3 separate regions of the Mus musculus genome follow, and regions 1 and 3 are each linked to region 2. The links are chromatin contacts, called in public Hi-C and HiChIP or PLAC-seq maps. All regions are on one chromosome and are shown on one strand. Each heading gives the region's core, a stretch centred on a gene start, on an enhancer-like site or on the middle of the called end of the contact. The rest is flanking DNA. Distances are from core to core; before and after follow the strand shown. Region 1 overlaps Satb1 (special AT-rich sequence binding protein 1). Region 2 holds the start of Satb1 (special AT-rich sequence binding protein 1). Region 3 overlaps Gm20098 (predicted gene, 20098).

What was found. A called contact is a pair of places that touch in the nucleus more often than the background predicts. HiChIP or PLAC-seq counts read pairs in DNA pulled down with a chosen protein or histone mark.
Region 1: a contact with region 2 is called in a Hi-C map of cerebral cortex, with 2.8 times the contacts expected there. The contact joins the enhancer-like site here to the promoter of Satb1 in region 2. A contact is called at or near these places in 1 of 484 Hi-C or Micro-C datasets (cerebral cortex), 1 of 115 datasets of contacts at active chromatin or transcription factors (embryonic stem cells) and 3 of 9 other capture datasets (adipose tissue, liver and pancreatic islet).
Region 3: an H3K27ac HiChIP or PLAC-seq map of CD8 T cells shows a contact between it and region 2, with 17 times the contacts expected there. The contact joins the enhancer-like site here to the promoter of Satb1 in region 2. A contact is called at or near these places in 4 of 484 Hi-C or Micro-C datasets (Th1 cells, cortical neurons and epidermal suprabasal cells), 3 of 115 datasets of contacts at active chromatin or transcription factors (CD8 T cells, the SCID.adh cell line and thymocytes) and 1 of 9 other capture datasets (adipose tissue).

What each region holds. Positions count from the first base shown.
Region 1 is chr17:51,739,656-51,742,355 of GRCm38.p6, reverse strand. Satb1 (special AT-rich sequence binding protein 1) reads left to right here. Exons shown (of 11, transcript NM_009122.2): 11 at 1,943-2,700. The coding sequence ends at 2,458. Among named protein-coding and RNA genes, the nearest start is that of Satb1, 92 kb to the left of the region's middle. Within about 2 kb of position 1,450, at least 13 of the 459 cell types and tissues checked have an H3K27ac peak or open chromatin away from gene starts, as enhancers often do. A contact at or near this core is called in cerebral cortex, where this site is marked.
Region 2 is chr17:51,831,344-51,834,043 of GRCm38.p6, reverse strand. It overlaps Satb1 (special AT-rich sequence binding protein 1), which reads left to right and starts at 1,397. Exons shown (of 11, transcript NM_009122.2): 1 at 1,397-1,574.
Region 3 is chr17:51,944,427-51,947,126 of GRCm38.p6, reverse strand. All of the region lies in intron 2 of Gm20098 (predicted gene, 20098), which reads right to left. Among named protein-coding and RNA genes, the nearest start is that of Gm20098, 63 kb to the right of the region's middle. Within about 2 kb of position 1,311, at least 7 of the 459 cell types and tissues checked have an H3K27ac peak or open chromatin away from gene starts, as enhancers often do. A contact at or near this core is called in CD8 T cells and Th1 cells, where this site is marked.

The DNA of each region.
Region 1 (2,700 bases), core at 201-2,700, 92 kb after region 2:
CCATCCTTCCCTGGAGGAAAGGAACCAACTTTGTGCTGCAGAAGAAGGTCACACATTTTATACCTTGGCATCTGTCCAGAGTGAGCGGGGGAGGGAGCCCGGCATCTTGCTTTCTCCTTATGCTCTTGTCCAGCCTTTCACCTCACATACCCTTCCCACCCTTCGCAGGGCAGGGCAGGGCAGGGCGAGTCATGTTTGTTTGTCTTTCCTTAGAGCCTCTCTCCCAGCACCCTTGGGAAAGGAGAGTCTAGAGGCGTTTTCTTACCAAGCCTGCTGACCCCTGCACCATGGCCCCATGCTGCCCCTCAGGTGAGCGGGCACCAGTTTCCTGTGCTGAGGAGAAAGGGAGAAAAGAGGGTGTTGGTGAAGGCCACTTCCCCCAGTCAGGGTTTTCAGATGGGCAGTGCTAGAACGGCCTTGCCTCTGGCCAAAGCCCACAGTGCCAACCTCAAGACTGCTTGATGTCCCTGTGTGGGGCGTGGTGCTTCATCTGTCGGAATGCTGCTGCCCATGAGGGACTTGATTGAAAGGCTGTGGATCAGACCACGTATTGGGGATCCTGTGGCTAGTTGAATTTAAGTTGTGTATCTTGTTTCTGCTAAATCTGAAGGTTGCTTCTAGCTTTCTCCTTTAAGGGAAATGCCATTGCCTCTGGGATCCCAGAAACCTGCCTAACATCTTTGTTGAATCTCTTGCATTCCTTCTTGGTATTGCTGTATAGATATCTGTAGCTAAAATAATAGAGTTATCCATCCACCAGAAAAAAAATCCTTGAGTATTTATTAAAGATAAAACAAATTGAAAAAGAGAATCCCTTAGGATATTAAGCACTAAAATAATTGTGAAAGCCTGAAAAACCAACTGTTTCAGCTAAAACAAAGACAAGAAAGATATATGTTAAGTAATAAAAATAGTACTTGTTTGAAAATGTAAATTGTTTTTAATAAAATTGCTTCTTAGGGGGATAAGAGGAACTGCTTAAGCACAGGACGAATGTTGTAATACATCGCAGCTCTGCACCCGGGGTTGATTGGCTTGGCTGCTAAGAATTATGGGTGTCGAGTGCACAGTAGACACACGCCGCACGTTTGTTGCGTATAATTGTGTACAGGAATTACAGCACATATGCAGATACTAATTATGAAAAAGTGTCTGTATACATTAAATTTAAAGCCTAATCACATAGTAGTTTACTATAGACAAAACAATTCGCCAGCTGGCGTAGAATGGAGTGAACCTTTATTTGAAGGGGGTAAGAGAAAAAAAGCTTAGCGTTAGCCTAGTTGCAAACACTAGGAATGTGCGTCTGTCTGTCTGTCTGTCTGTCTGTGTGTCTGTGTGAGGGAGAGAGAATTGAAACTGTCTGAGAGAACATACTTTCATACATTCTGCACACCTCTTGGGAAAAGCCACTGCTGTGCTCCCCTCCATGGGACAGCCACAGAAAGCAGCATAGCCAGGTTTCCCCCGTGGAGAATGCAGTATGGCCAGGCACAGTGCTTCCCCAATGCCTGGGTAGCTCAACTGCCCAAAGATGTCTCAGGAATCCTTGCTAAGAGGGATTCTTCTTTTAAGTCTGTTAATGAATGACAGACATCATGATGAGCTTGCCTGGCCACCTTTGGTACATATCCCTTTCCAGAGAGTGTGTTGCTCACGTTTTTTCCAGTTGTTTTTCTCCTCCCCAGATTGGTGGTAAATGGGCACAGTAGCCCTGCGAGCTGCATAGCTTCCTAGCTGCCCAGCCCTGAGCTCAAATTTGTATGTATTTATTTAATAAAGGCTGTGGGCTGTTTAGCTGGCCTGCTCTTTCTCGGTGTGTCTTTCTCCCCTACTCCAGCCCCACCCCCACCCCCAGACACTGCACAGGCTTGGCAAGCACCCACTCTTACTCCTGCGGGCTCCTCCGAGCAGCTCTGACTGTCTGCTTGTCTCTTTGCAGCAGCAGCAACAGCAGCAGCAGCAACAGCAGCAGCAGCAGCAGCCACCGCCGCCACCGCCGCAGCCACAGCCACAGCCCCAGGCAGGCCCCAGACTCCCCCCACGGCAGCCCACCGTGGCCTCCTCCGCGGAGTCCGATGAGGAAAACCGGCAGAAGACCAGGCCACGAACCAAAATTTCCGTGGAAGCCCTGGGGATCCTTCAGAGTTTCATCCAAGATGTGGGCCTGTACCCAGATGAAGAGGCTATCCAGACTCTGTCTGCACAGCTGGACCTCCCGAAGTACACCATCATCAAGTTCTTTCAGAACCAGCGGTACTACCTTAAGCACCATGGCAAGCTGAAGGACAACTCCGGCTTGGAGGTGGATGTGGCCGAGTACAAAGATGAGGAGTTGCTTAAGGATTTGGAAGAGAGCGTCCAGGATAAAAACGCCAACACCCTTTTCTCAGTGAAACTAGAGGAAGAGCTGTCGGTGGAAGGGAGCACAGACGTTAATGCCGACTTGAAAGACTGAGAGAACAGTATTCTTTTCAGCCACACCACCGGTATTTCCTAACAACATGAGAAGTCCACCTTGTGTTCACTCAGACAAACCTTCATTGTTTATTGTTTGGCCAATGAATCTTCGGAAACTTGCACAAACAGGAAGGAAGTTGGAAGGACAGGACAGCCAGCACTCAAGGTTTTACTGTGTTTTACAAAACTGCTTGGCAGCCCCGGGTGAAGCGTCAAGGACTGTTTGGTAGAATTTGTGTT
Region 2 (2,700 bases), core at 148-2,647:
ATTCCTGCCACGAACCTAACAGCTCCACTCCTTGCCAAACACACAAAGAGAAAAGTAAAAACTGTTTTCGTTCTGCAACCCCCTTAACTTCGAGTAAACAGTAGTAATTTTCTATCGTCACGTTCAATGCAAATTTCCCAAAGGCGACACAACAGGAAACAAAAGACCTGTTAGTTGATAGCTTCCTTAGAGCTGGGGGTTGTGTGGGGAAGGAGTAGCAGGGGAGTGGGTTAAAGTTGATAGAGTCCAATTTCTCCCTAGCTTGGGGGTCCAAGCCTTCAGCTACTTTGACCTTTCAGAGTTCTTTGGAGCTTCACCAGTTGAAAAGGTCCCTGGGCCCAGCCTCCCCTCCTACGAAATCCGCATTTCTTGACCTCTTTGCCCCTGCTTTTGGGTGGGTCAGGGTGGGAGAAGAGACTTGGACAGTGGCTTAAGCATCTCCTTCTGGTTGGGTGCGTCGACCTACAGCTGCCGACAGGAAAATGATACTGATGCAAATAGCTGGGGTTGAGAAGGGGGTCTGCAAGAGGCCCCCTCCTCCTCCATCCACTATGTGTTCCTCAATAGGGGTGCCCAAGAGAAGAGGATAGCAAGAAGAGCCCATCAGTTTGAAGGGAAGGAGGTCCCCTCTAGGAAAGATCTTCTCCATCAAACATTGAAGAGAGGGGAAAACTTGGCCCGCATGCCCCTACTGGGGAGCGACACACCCCACACAAGCTGGCTTGCGGGGCGCGGGGGTTGTGCTCAGGCCTCTCACCTGACTTCCTCCTCCGCTGGCACACACACACACCAATGCCCCGCGCTCTGCACCCCCAAAGCCCAGGCAAACAACGACAAGAGGAAGCGGCGGGCGGCGAGGGTGCGCGGCGGGGGCGGTGCAGGTGAGGGCCGGGGCGGTGGGGCTCCGGGGCTCGCCCACACTTACCCTGGCGGCCGCGGGGTCGCTCTCCCGCAGCGACCCTGCACCCGGGCGGCGCTCAGGGATGTGGCGGCTGCGGTGGCTCGGGCTCGGCTCAGCTCGGGCTCCACTGCGCGCTCTCGGAGCCACCGGCCGCCCAGGATCCTGCCGCCAGGGGGAGAAGCGGCCGCGGGCGCGGGGGAGGCAGGCCGGGCCCGGTCGCTCCCGCTGTGGGGTCCGCAAGCCCCCCACGCGGGCGAGAGGCGAGAGCGCGGCGCCCCAGGCACGCACGGCCCCCGGCCAGCGTCGGGGGGCTCTCGTGGGGGCGCCCCGATCGCCCGCGCCGCGCTCTACACTGCGGGCTCCGAGCGGCTCCCGCGCCCCCTCCCGCGCCCCGCCCCGCCCCCGCCCCTTCCCTTCCCCCTCGGCCCCGCGCGCTCCCCGCTCGCTGCTCGCCGCGCTCTGCCCCCTTTAAACGCCCACTTCGGATGGGGAGAGGAGACAACTTGAAGTCAAGTTGCCATTAACTTCCGCGGCGGCCGCCAGCTCGGCGGCGGGGAGGTGGCAGCAGCTGCAGCCGCCGCCCGGGAAGTCCGCCGCCCGGCGCGCCCGCGCGGGGAGCCGACCCGGCCTCGGCCCGCACCGCTGGCCCGCGCTGTCCCGGTTCCACGCCTGAGTGAGTCCCGCTTCTTTGCTCCCTGCCAGTGCTGCTCCCGCTCTGGGTCTCTTGCCCGGCTCGCCTCCGTTTTCTGCGGATGCGGAACCGATCCAAACTTCTCAGTGGCCCCGGCTGGGGCGACTCTGCGCCCCTCGCGTGCCGGGGTCTTGCTGGCCCTTCTCTCGAGCGCGCTCAGACATTCGGGAGGACTGGGCTGGTGAAGTGAGGGTCATGGCCGGGATGCGGACTTACTTGGCGTCTTTGCCTCTCCCGCACACCTGCCCGGCAGGAGTCCCTCGTTAGACACTTTAGTCCAGGTCGTGGGCATGGCCCGCTTTAGAGGACGAAGGCGGCGTGGGGGGAAGCCCTCGGCGGGCGAGTGGGGAAAAGGGAGCCGCTCAGTGAGCCCCGGTGCGGGGAAGGAGGCGAGGTGCGGGGTGGAGTTGGAAAGGTCGCGCGCCAGATCTGGAGTTCACTTAGCATCCTCTCCCATCTCATCTCCCCCTGTTCTTTCCCGGCCAGCCCTACTTTGCTGGTGGCGAGCGGAGGTGGAGAGGGGCCTGGGAAGTTTGTGGCAACTTCTCTATCCCGAGAGCCACTCGGGCGCTGGGCGCTCAAGTTGGAGCCCAGAGTTTGAGAGCCGAAGAACAGCGCTCGTGCAGCCCACGCCGGCGATCGCGGGTCGGTCCTGGAGGGTGATTCGGGTTTGGGCTTGGGCGGGAAGCCGAGGGAGGTACATGGTGTCTTAGCTGGGACTGTGGCCCCACAGGTGCAGCCCAGGGGGCAACTCCTCATTTCCCTGCGACAGTACACACCCGAGAGCGGCGGCCTTCTACAGTGTTCCTCCATTGCAGAGCTCCCAGGGTGGCCGAACTGGGGTTGGGCAGCTCGAATGCAAGGGACTGAGGGGGCAAGCGGCAGGTCCAGATGGTGACACGTGCGTGTGCTTGGCCCAGCAAAAGGCGCTAAACAGGTCCCTTCTGGGATGATCCCAGAAGACCAAGAGGACAGCAGCTTAGAGCTCAGGGTAGAGGTTTTGACCCTGGCCTCCACCAGGGCCAGGTTTTACTTAACAAGATGTCAACCACAGGCTCATCTCTTAAAATGTCCGGTTGACAACTTTGACCTCTGCACCCTTTCTGGG
Region 3 (2,700 bases), core at 62-2,561, 110 kb before region 2:
TGGCTGCCTGCGCATGTCCTCCCTGGGTAGTCTGTTCAGGCCTCCGTACTTTGTGCCGCCATATTCAGCCCATCTGGAAACTTAGTCTAACTTTTCCTTCAGAGTTCATATAGAAACTAAACACTTTACTACCAACTTCACTGAACTAACCATTTTAAATATCTCTCTTCTCACCTAGGCTATTATGATCATCTCTGTTTGGATGCTTGCAGAAACTTTTGTTTCATACAGTTGATTTTCTCTCCCCAGAGACAAAGCAATATAGTTGTTATAAGGCTCGTTCTTTCTCGAAACAGGACTGACTCCTCTGTCTCTCTGTCTCTTAGTCTCTCTCCCTCTCCCTCTCCCTCTCCCTCTCCCTCTCCCTCTCCCTCTCCCTCTCCCTCTCCCTCTCCCTCTCCCTCCTGTGTGTATATGTGTTTTACACAATAGAGGCAGGATGACTGTCTGCATACTGGAAAGGTTGTGAACATGTGGTTGTTCAGGCCATGAAACTAGATACCTTCAAACCTGGAGCTGGAGACCTTGAAGATTCCTGGAGAGTTACTATTCTTCAGTCCACATTGAAGGCTGAACGAACTGGAGTCTGATGTCATCAAAGGACAGTAGCACCAGCAACAGCAGCAACGGCAGACACACTCAGCAGCAAGAAGCAAAGGAAAGAGGTGCTGCTTTCTTCTCATACTACTTTATATCTATGCCATTGGTCACTTGAGAGCAGGGTGAAGCACAGTCCCCTGTCAGCTAACCCTCCTTAGAAATGCCTAACATGCTGGGCGTGGTGGCACGCGCCTTTAGTCCCAGCACTTGAGAGACAAAGGCAGGTGGATTTCTGAGTTCGAGGCCAGCCTGGTCTACAGAGTGAGTTCCAGGAAAGCCAGGGCTACACAGAGAAGCCCTGTCTCGAAAAAACAAAAAAAGAAAAAGAAATGTCTAACATGACTTATGTTTCATAACCCATCAGACTGACATATCAAATTTTGCCTCTTTTCTCACACTTGACTCACTCTTCTCCAGCCATAATGGCCTCCCACTATTCCAAGGAACACACCAAGCACACCTTCACTTGTGGCTTTCTCAGTGTCGTCCTGTCTCATTTGAAGACACCTCCCTTCCAGCTGGGCGTGGCTTACTCTCTAACCTCCTTCAGGGTCTTCAGGAAAGATTCCCTCTGTGATAGCATGCCATGGAGTAAAACACCAAAACATCATCTCTTCTCTGTGTATGCTTCATTTTCTCCGTAGTCCACGTGGTTTCCCTTTAGCAACACAGAAGACTGCTTACGTTATCTGTCATTTTCCCAGACCATAACCTTGGAACAGATCATTTCCTGTCAGTCATCTGTGGTCCCCTGCACTGACACAGTACCTAGTGTATATAGCTCCTCAGTAAATTTCAGTGAATGACTGAATCTCTATGCCTATGCACAGCTGCTTTTCCCCCCTCATAAAAATCTATATTTTGCTTAATTTTCTTGAATTCTCTCAGCATGGACATCATGCTCATGCCCTCTATATGTCTAGGTTGGGCTAATTATTCCTCCCTTCTATCTTGTAACCCTGAAAGCATCATTATCCAGCAATGATCTGTCTATAAAATGACACAATCTAGGCCACCACTTGTACTAGATTTCAAACTCTTTATTCAACATGTGTGATGAGAAAGTGTTAAATATACAGGGCTAAGTGCTGCGAATACAGCTCTCAGGATGTTGGAGACAAACTATCTTATTCTTGGATGGACTCCCAACACTTAATGTTGCTTGGCACACCATGATTAATGAGGATCTCTATTTGGACTTTATATCTTATACTTTATGTGTAAAAAATAGTCTCTCTTAATATTATCTGTCTTTCATCATGATAAAGGGTATGAAATTTGGAGAAATTAACTCAGATTTCCTATGCAGGGTTTGTAATTCTCTCCCCAACCCAAAAGTCAAAGGTGTTGGGACATTTTCACCAGCAGAGAAAGAAGAGAGCCCAGAGACAATGAAGAAAGAGACTGAACATCTAGTCTGTTTACCACAAAAATCATTTTGACTGGGGCTGAGGAGATGGCTCAGTGGTTAAAGTACTAGCATGTGGGTATAAGGACCAGATTTCAGATTCCTTAAACTCACACAGGCAGTATGGTTGGTCTGCAATTCCAGCCTCAAAGGGTGAAGACAGGAGGTCTGCAGAGCAAGCTATAAGACTAGCCACAGGTGTGATGTCAGAGTCCTATTGAGAGGTCCTGCCTCAATGAATACAGTAGAAGAGCAAATACAGATGATTCCTACCATCAACTTTGAGCCTCTGCGAGTGCACACACACACACACACACCTATACACACAAACCCACACTTACATACATGTATACACCCCACAATATACATGAAAATGAATATGTGTGTGTATATGTGTATGTACATATAGTGAATTAAATTAAATGAACTTGACTGATACACAAGATGACTTAACTTATTTTTTATTATTTTTTGGATTTTAAAATTGATATATGTTTCATATTTTGTTAAGGACTGAATAATACATCTGTTATTAGATAATAAAATCCAGTGCTATGGATTATAATTTACAGCTTTGGCTTACTACAGATCCAACTCCCAAATAGGAGTTATTTTATTTTTATGGTCATAGAGTAGCCTCATATATTTTGTTACTAGGCAAGGATACATTGGAAATGTTTTAATTCCTTGTA